Regions from separate parts of the Mus musculus genome. Here region 2 is linked to region 1. The links are chromatin contacts, called in public promoter capture Hi-C maps. All regions are on one chromosome and are shown on one strand. Each heading gives the region's core, a stretch centred on a gene start, on an enhancer-like site or on the middle of the called end of the contact. The rest is flanking DNA. Distances are from core to core; before and after follow the strand shown. Region 1 has its middle 9.6 kb from the start of 4930534H03Rik. Region 2 has its middle 17 kb from the start of Nedd1.

What was found. Promoter capture Hi-C pulls out the DNA fragments that hold promoters and counts their contacts.
Region 2: a contact with region 1 is called in a promoter capture Hi-C map of cranial neural crest. The contact joins two enhancer-like sites. A contact is called at or near these places in 4 of 39 promoter capture datasets (cranial neural crest, hippocampal neurons, liver and 1 more).

What each region holds. Positions count from the first base shown.
Region 1 is chr10:91,228,229-91,232,158 of GRCm38.p6, forward strand. No RefSeq gene overlaps it. Among named protein-coding and RNA genes, the nearest start is that of 4930534H03Rik, 9.6 kb to the left of the region's middle. Within about 2 kb of position 1,388, at least 128 of the 459 cell types and tissues checked have an H3K27ac peak or open chromatin away from gene starts, as enhancers often do.
Region 2 is chr10:92,737,447-92,741,293 of GRCm38.p6, forward strand. No RefSeq gene overlaps it. Among named protein-coding and RNA genes, the nearest start is that of Nedd1, 17 kb to the left of the region's middle. Within about 2 kb of position 2,340, at least 4 of the 459 cell types and tissues checked have an H3K27ac peak or open chromatin away from gene starts, as enhancers often do.

The DNA.
Region 1 (3,930 bases), core at 138-2,637:
ATGCAACTAAGGGCAATGACTTACTCCCCGCAGGGACTGAGGACTACATTCATATAAGAATCCAGCAGCGGGACGGCAGGCAGACCCTGATCGCTGTGCAGGGTGTTGCGGACAGTTATGACAAAAAGAAACTTGTGAAAGCTTTCAGGAAGAAACCTGCCTGTAATGGACGTGTGATTGACCATCCCAAGTACAGAGAGGTTACTCAGCTTCAAGGTGACCAAAGGAAGAGCGTTTGCCAGTTTCTTTTGGAGGCTGGCATCACCAAGGCGGTTCACGGATTCCACGATGAACCCAAACATATGGCGAGTTTCTTAAATGGTTTTGTTCTCTAACCCAGTTTGGCTGCCACGGGAGATGATTCTTTACAGCAAATGACAGCCAAGGTGGTGCATTCAAGTGAGACTAGCTTTAGAACCAAGTCACCTGGGGCATGGGACCTCTCTTTTGCTGCTGTAGGTGCAAAAAGCAGCAAAGGCAAATCAGGAGGAGACTTTCTGGAAGAGACTTTCTTGCTGAGCAGTCAGCTTCCTGATGGGGCCCGCACCTGGCTAGGCAGGTAACCTCCTGATTCTGTGGTGGCAGGGACAGTGGCTTCACCAACTGCGTGGTTCTTGCCTGAGCCCTGGGAATTTGTTCACAGGAGCTCAGACTCCAGCAGTCCTACAGAAGCTTGATGTGGCATACAAATGGATTTAAACACTTCAAGTAGCCTCCGCGAAAGGAGAATTAAGACACAGATCACATTTTATTAATTATTAATTAATTAACTATTGGTTCCTGAAGACAGGCTTTCTCTGTGTAGCCCTGGCTGTCCTGGAAGTCACTTTGTAGACCAGGCTGGCTTTGAACTCAGAGGTCTGTCTGCCTCTGCTGCCACCCTCCTTCCAATGCTGGGATTAAAGGTGTGTGCCACCACCACCAGAGTCCTCTTTGTTTCCTTTGAGAGCCAGCTCAGCCATGAGACCCAGACTGGTCCTGAGTTTTTCTTGCTTCTGTCTTCTAGGTTCTGGAATTATAGCATCGCTTTTCTTCATATGGGTGTCTACTTGTTTTCTGGACTTATAGTTTGCAGGACCTCGGTGAAGGCAATTAAAGAGCCATCTGTGTGCTTTCTCTTTAATTTCCTGGTTCCTTCCTGCGGCCCCCCTCCCCCCAGTTCATACCTCATAAGCTCCTCCCTCTTAAGGAAAATTTCAGTGTAATATACAAAATGTTGATCGCAAGTCTTAAACTAGCAGCTTGGCATTCCTGTTCTGCAGTCATTCTGACACATCACAGGTTTAGTCTGGGAGCTGTGGGTCGCTTCTCATGCACTGAGTAGAGAGGCAAGGCTTCTCCAGCATGCAGCCTCACAGATGCAGTCAGCCTGCAGTAATCACTAGCTGCTGTTTCCAGCCCCCTTTCCTGAGCGAGGGAGCCCCACTCTATTTTCCAGGTCTCAACCCACAAGCCCGATCCCCTGTGGGGGGTATTGCTCTTCTTGTTGCTATGGAGACAGCGCATGAGATGGCCCTGCTGTTTGTTTATATCCAGTATTTATCCTGCTCAGAAGCTTCCTCCAACTAGCCAGTGTTTATGCTACTTGTTAGTGATGCTCCTTGCATCAGCCCTGCCTATTAACATCCCGGAAGTTGCCTTCCTGCCGCCTCAAGCCACTTCTGACCTGAAACCCAGTAGCTTAGTTGTCTCAACCGCATTACTTCTCTGCATTTTATTTCCAGTTGAGCTATTTTGTTCTTCTGTAATTTTTCTTTCACGTGTATGAGTAGGTGAGGACCTCAACTTACGTACTGGCAAATCAGGGCTGAAGATGTTAGCTCAGTTGAGAGAGCACTTGGTTAACATGTATAAAGCCCCGGGTTTCGTTCTTGGCACCACACGGATTCCAGTGTGATGGCGCGCATCTGTGATCATAATCCCCGAATCTCTCTCAGGATCAGAGATGGAAAGGTGAACATCACACCATACCACACCAGCGACTGGGGAAAGTAGAAGGTTAAAGGAAGGGAATGTTGAAACTTTTTTTTTTTAAGATTTATTTATTTTATGAGTGTGAGTACACTATCTTCAGACACACCAGAAGAGAGTGTCAGATCCCATTAGAGATAGTTGTGAGCCACCAAGTGATTGCTGGGAATTGAACCCAAGACCTCTGGAAGAGCAGTCAGTGCTCTTAACCTCTGAGCCGTCTCTCCAGCCGTGAGAGAGGAGAATTTTTTTTTTAAAGAAGAAAACATTTAAACAATGTATGGTTTAAAGTAGAAAATTAAAAGTGCAGTTATAGACCCCATGAGAACATGGAAAACGGAACACTGTGAAGGCTGAGGCTAAAGCTGTTCCAGCAGAGCGCTGATAACCTCAGGGGACACCATTACTCACCAAGCAAGCATTCAGCCAAAGGAAAACAAAAGAGTTGACCAGTGTAGTAAGAGCAAAGCAGTACAAATCTTTGAATTGAAGTAAAGAAACACTTGGGACAGGAGAGATGGCTCAGTGGCTAAGAGCACTGGCTGTTCTTCCAGAGGACCTGAGTTCAATTCCCAGGACCCAGATGTATGCTAACAACTACCTGTAACTCCAGTTCCAAAGGATTTGACACCCTTTTCTGGACTCTGTTAGTACCAAGCATATATGTGGTGTACGTTCATGCCTCGCAGGCCAAATTTCTCTGCAAATAAACTAAGTAAACCCTTTTATAAAAAAGGAAAGAAAATTAGAAGCACTGTAGATATATATTTCAGTAGATGACTCGCCAAAAAACAAAACAAAACAAGCCCCAAACCAAAAAGAACAACAACAAAACAAAACAAAAAACCAAAACAATGTCCCCCCTACCCTCTTTCAGGGAAGTCTTTAGGAAGTTGAAAAAAAAAAGGAGAACAAAAAAATTATAATTACAGACCCAGAAATTATTAAGCTTTTCTAAGGAAGTTCTTTTCTGTGAGTGGAATTACTGAAGTTTATCAGGCAGGATGATGGGAAGTCTGGGATTCGTTAAAGATTACAGTGTTCTAGTTTAAAAGAGCGATTGGGGAATGGGTGACAAATATCGACAAACATGTTGATTACTGCTGAAGCTGGGTAATGCGTTCTTGGGGATCCATTATGCTGCATGTCTGTCCTTATGTGTCCTTAAGCTTTTCCATAATTAAAAGTTGAAACATTCAGAAAAGGGTGTCATGCTTGGCTCTGTGCTAGCACATCTGAAAATCTCCTTCACAAAATGGATGGTTTTCTGAAAAGACTCAGTATAAAATCTGATTCAAGATGGGAGCAACCTGGGGCTCTCTGGGTTTGGAGAGCTTGTATTGTTGTGGGTCCTCTTAATTCCAACATAACCCAACCACCAGGTCAATGCAGACAAAGATTTATTGTAATCCGTGGGACATCAAACCATGCCAGGGAGTTTGGTAAGGTAGAGACTCAGTGGGCACACACCCGAGGCTTAGGTGACTTGGAACACATGGCATGCTTCTCACATGAAGGAGATGTGACCTGTGGACACATAGGTTCAAGCCACACTGAGGTACCTAGAGGATTCAGAGGGTCAAGGAAATTTCCACCAAGCCTAATGACCTGCATTCAGTTCTTGAATCCACACAATGGGAGGAGAGAACTGACTGCTGTGAGCTTTTTAATCTCCACATGGTGCACATATATCACACAAATCAATCAATCAATCATCAATCAATCAATCAGTCAATCAATCAAAAACAAAAAAAAAAAAAAGAAAAGAAAGAAAGAAGAAGTGAATATTCTGGACAGAACAACAATCCTGGGGAAAATACAGAGTTCAAAGTCACATGTTCATAAGGTCTTCGAGGGATGCATGCCCCATGCTTTGTAACTTGTATGGAAGTAAGGACAGGCATGAGGCTCAGTGGTAGAACACTTCCCTACCGTAGACATGACCGTGAATTTGAGTCC
Region 2 (3,847 bases), core at 1,090-3,589, 1.5 Mb after region 1:
ATCCTGGCCTGATTCCTCTTGTCCACATAATGTTCTTCAGATGATTTTTATTTGGCAAGACCTTTATTAATGAATGCTCAACATTGTATCCAGATGCCCTTTGCACATAAGAAATTTCATATATGTAAGATCCATATTGCTTACACTGTCAGTATTACTATGATATAAACAGCATGTGCGGTTTTAAACATTCTAGCAGCTACATGTGAAAAAAAAAAGAAACTGATAAACTGTAATCCAAACATACTTAAACTGTGATGTCTAAATGTTATTATTTCAACATTTATTACTCAATTAAAAATATAATATTGAGCACATCACTATTAGTGTGAAAATCATTCATCTTTTTTTTCACCACATGAAAGCTTATATTGTTTTCAGAATCAAATAGACCCTTAAAAAATGCATAGAAGTTTAGCCTTTCAAGCCTGGAAGCAAATTCAGAAGAAAAAAAGAATCTGTCTTATGTAATAGCATCTCTGCTAGGATAAATGCAAGTCTCTCAAACCTGAGAACCCCAAAACATCCTCCTGTTTGTTCATTAACCTGTTCCCTCCACAGTCCTATCTCCTACCAAAGAATGGTTGCATTGTCATAAAGAAAAGAAAGCTAACCTTATGTGTAACTTAACATACCACCTAAGCCAGAAGCTGGGGAGTTAAGAATGAGCTAGCTGATCAGTATCTGAAGTCCCTGCCTGTAGTTCATCCTATTGAGCAAACTAAAGCTTGGTTTTGTGACTCTCTCTGAGCATCAGAGCTTGGTGTTTAGGTAGCCTAGAATAAATACCCAGAGCACTTGGGTGTGGTAGCACAATTCTGTCCATTGTATTAAAGTTTCCTCAGTTCCTACATATTGCTTGTTCTGTGTTGCTGTCTTCAGTCTTCCTAGTGTCAATGCTAACGGTTGCCCTGTGAGAAAGCCATTAAACCTGGTTTTTGTTTGTTTGTTTGTTTGTTTGTTTGTTTGTTTAATATTCTAAGCCTGACATCCCACAAGCACCTCTGACCCATAAAGGTTTCAATGATGTTTGTTCCTGACATCAAGTCTATTTTTCCTACCGCATCTTTCTGTATTCTGCACCTCAGCCAGCTGGCCCATCAACTACCCATAGGACCAAGCTCTCCTGTTTCCTTTCATATTCTAGCCTTCACTAGATCATACAGGTTTGTTTTCAATATCTAACTTTCCTTCAGTCCATCTGCTACTTATTGCCTTAACACATCTCCCACAGTTGAAGTGATAATGTATGAATCATCTTGCCTTTAGGTCTTTTCTTTTCCACTACATGCTCTGTGCTTCTGCCTGCCTGACCATCCTATGAAACAAGCATATTCACACCCATTCTTGTTTGAACATACTTTGGTGTCCCCCTGTCACTTTTAGTACAAACTTCCACACAGCCATTTATTCAACCGTTAAATATTTACTTCTGGTACTCCACGAGCTTGTAGCAGCTGTCATTGAAGCTGACAACAAAAGAAAAAATGTTTCCAGAGGCAGGCAACAGAGTCAGAGACACCCCTGCGCCCATTCCAATTGTTAGGAGACCCTTGTGGAGACCAAACTGAACATCTGCTACAAATGGGTAAGCCTAGGTCCAGTCCGTGCATGCTCTTTGGTTGGTGGCTTAGTCTCTGTAAGCCTCCATGGTCCAGGTTAGTTGATGTGCCAGGGCAGATTGGTATCCATGGGGAGGGGAGCTTTCCATTCTCTGGAGAGAAGGGGAAGGGGTAAGAGGGAAAAGGGGTGGGACTGGAAGGAGAGGAAGGAAGGGGATCATCAATCAATCATTGGGGGTAAAGTGGATGGATGGAAAGATAGATAGGTAGGTAGATAGATAGATAGATAGATAGATAGATAGATAGATAGATAGATAGATGATAAATTGCTCTTTTCTTTTTTTCCCTAAGGAAGTTCCCAGTTTTTCTTGGGTGAGCATACATTTCAAGTTTCTTGAACAAAATTATGAAACAACTGAATGCACTTTTCAAATCCCATGGCAGAACAGCTCGAATAGATGATCTGAGAGGCTCCAGCCTGGGATTTTGCCTGCTTCAGACTGCTCATTCTTACTTGTGTTTGCTGTGTTTGCACAGAGATGAAACTCTTCAAACGATGAAAGAAAGATTCTACCTGGAAAGTGACATCTTTGCATTTCTTGTAGCTACTGACTGAAGTGAACACTCCAGGAGGTTACTCTTAGTAGCTCTGAACTCCTCCATCTTGATGGAGAAGGCTATGTACTGGGGAGGATCACCTGTGGGTCAGACAGCAGTCCTGTGGCTTCTAAGCACAAAGAAAGGCGTTGTGTGCCACTTACTTCATATAATATCCCGAAGCTTTGAACATGACATTATGAAGTTAGAGTACTTAATTGGTTCCATGCACGCTTCCTCTCCACCCCTGGGTGCATTAGGCATGTTTAATGTGCGCGGCTTGATTTTGTATAGAAACAACTCATTTTAAACTTGAGGAAAAACCCAGGCACTATATCAGAAGACATTATCTTTCGCCTGATGACGGAAAGGCTACTTTCCTTCTAATTTCTATGAATCTAGTCACATCTTCTGTGAAGGACAGAGATGCTTTCTGAGATGTTATTTTGACACCTGGAAGTTTTTTTCTCTAGTTCATCTGGCTTTCATCAAGGATTTCATCTGCAGGGGAAGGGGAGGTGACTGGAACAAAATGTTCTTTAAGCCTGGCTGTACTGGTCCAGGGGTAACTCTCGATGCAGAAAGAGTTATGCTAGCAGATTGTTGAAACAGACAAAAAAGGTTGCTTGATAGTTATTCCCCTGCCCTGCTGAATTACAGGCCATAAAGGGCATCTTGGGCACTATTAAAAATGCTGTTTCGGGCTCGTGAGATGGCTCAGCGGGTAAGAGCACCCGACTGCTCTTCTGAAGGTCTTGAGTTCAAGTCCCAGCAACCACATGGTGGCTCACAACCATCCTTAAGGAGATCTGACTGGTGTGTCTGAAGACAGCTGTGTCTGAAGACAGCTGCAGTGTACTTACATATAATAAATAAATAAATAAATATTTTAAAAAATGTTGTTTCTTGTATGCTAGGAATTTGTTCAGTAGGTGTATTATTTCAATGCATTACAAAATAACAGAATTAGAAACCCTGTCTCCCAGCTTAAATAAATACACAATGCAAGTATGCCTACATTATTCATACAAGTATGACTACACACATGCACAATTTTCCTTCTTGAAAAGGTGTTGGTTTTGTTTTGTTTTTGTTTGTTTGTTTGTTTCTGTTGTTTGTTAGAAATATCTTTCCTATTAAACATTAAAATCTATTTCTTTAATTCAAATTCTTGTTGGCAAGACTGTTAAGTCTTTTTCAGCACTCACTATATCAGAGCTAACACGCAGAAGATACTTCATAGGCATGGACTGAATGAATGAGTGAGCTAGAAGATGAATAAATGATACAACTAAAGAAAACAGGAACAGATGGCTCAAAGTAGGACTATAATAAATCATAACCCTCTATTTTGTACCTAATGGCCAGGTTTTATGGGCAGCTTGTATCTCATAATCATAGTAAGGGCTAAATACAATGTTCGACCAAGCAAACCAGGCTGTTCCTTGGTATTGCCAAGTATGTCCCAGGAAGAGAGAGCAAGGTCTCCTTTACTTGGAGATGGTCTTTGAAGTGTTGGAATTAGAGTACTGTAGAGTAAGACCAGAGCTGTCTTCCCGTTGGGTGTTTGTTTTGTTCTGTGGCGGGTGTTTGTTTTTTGGTTCTTGTTAAAGACTAAATAGTAGATGTTGAATGGCTGTTAGGTTGTAGAAGCATATTTAGCCCTGTGGTTCTGGAGGCTTGAAGGT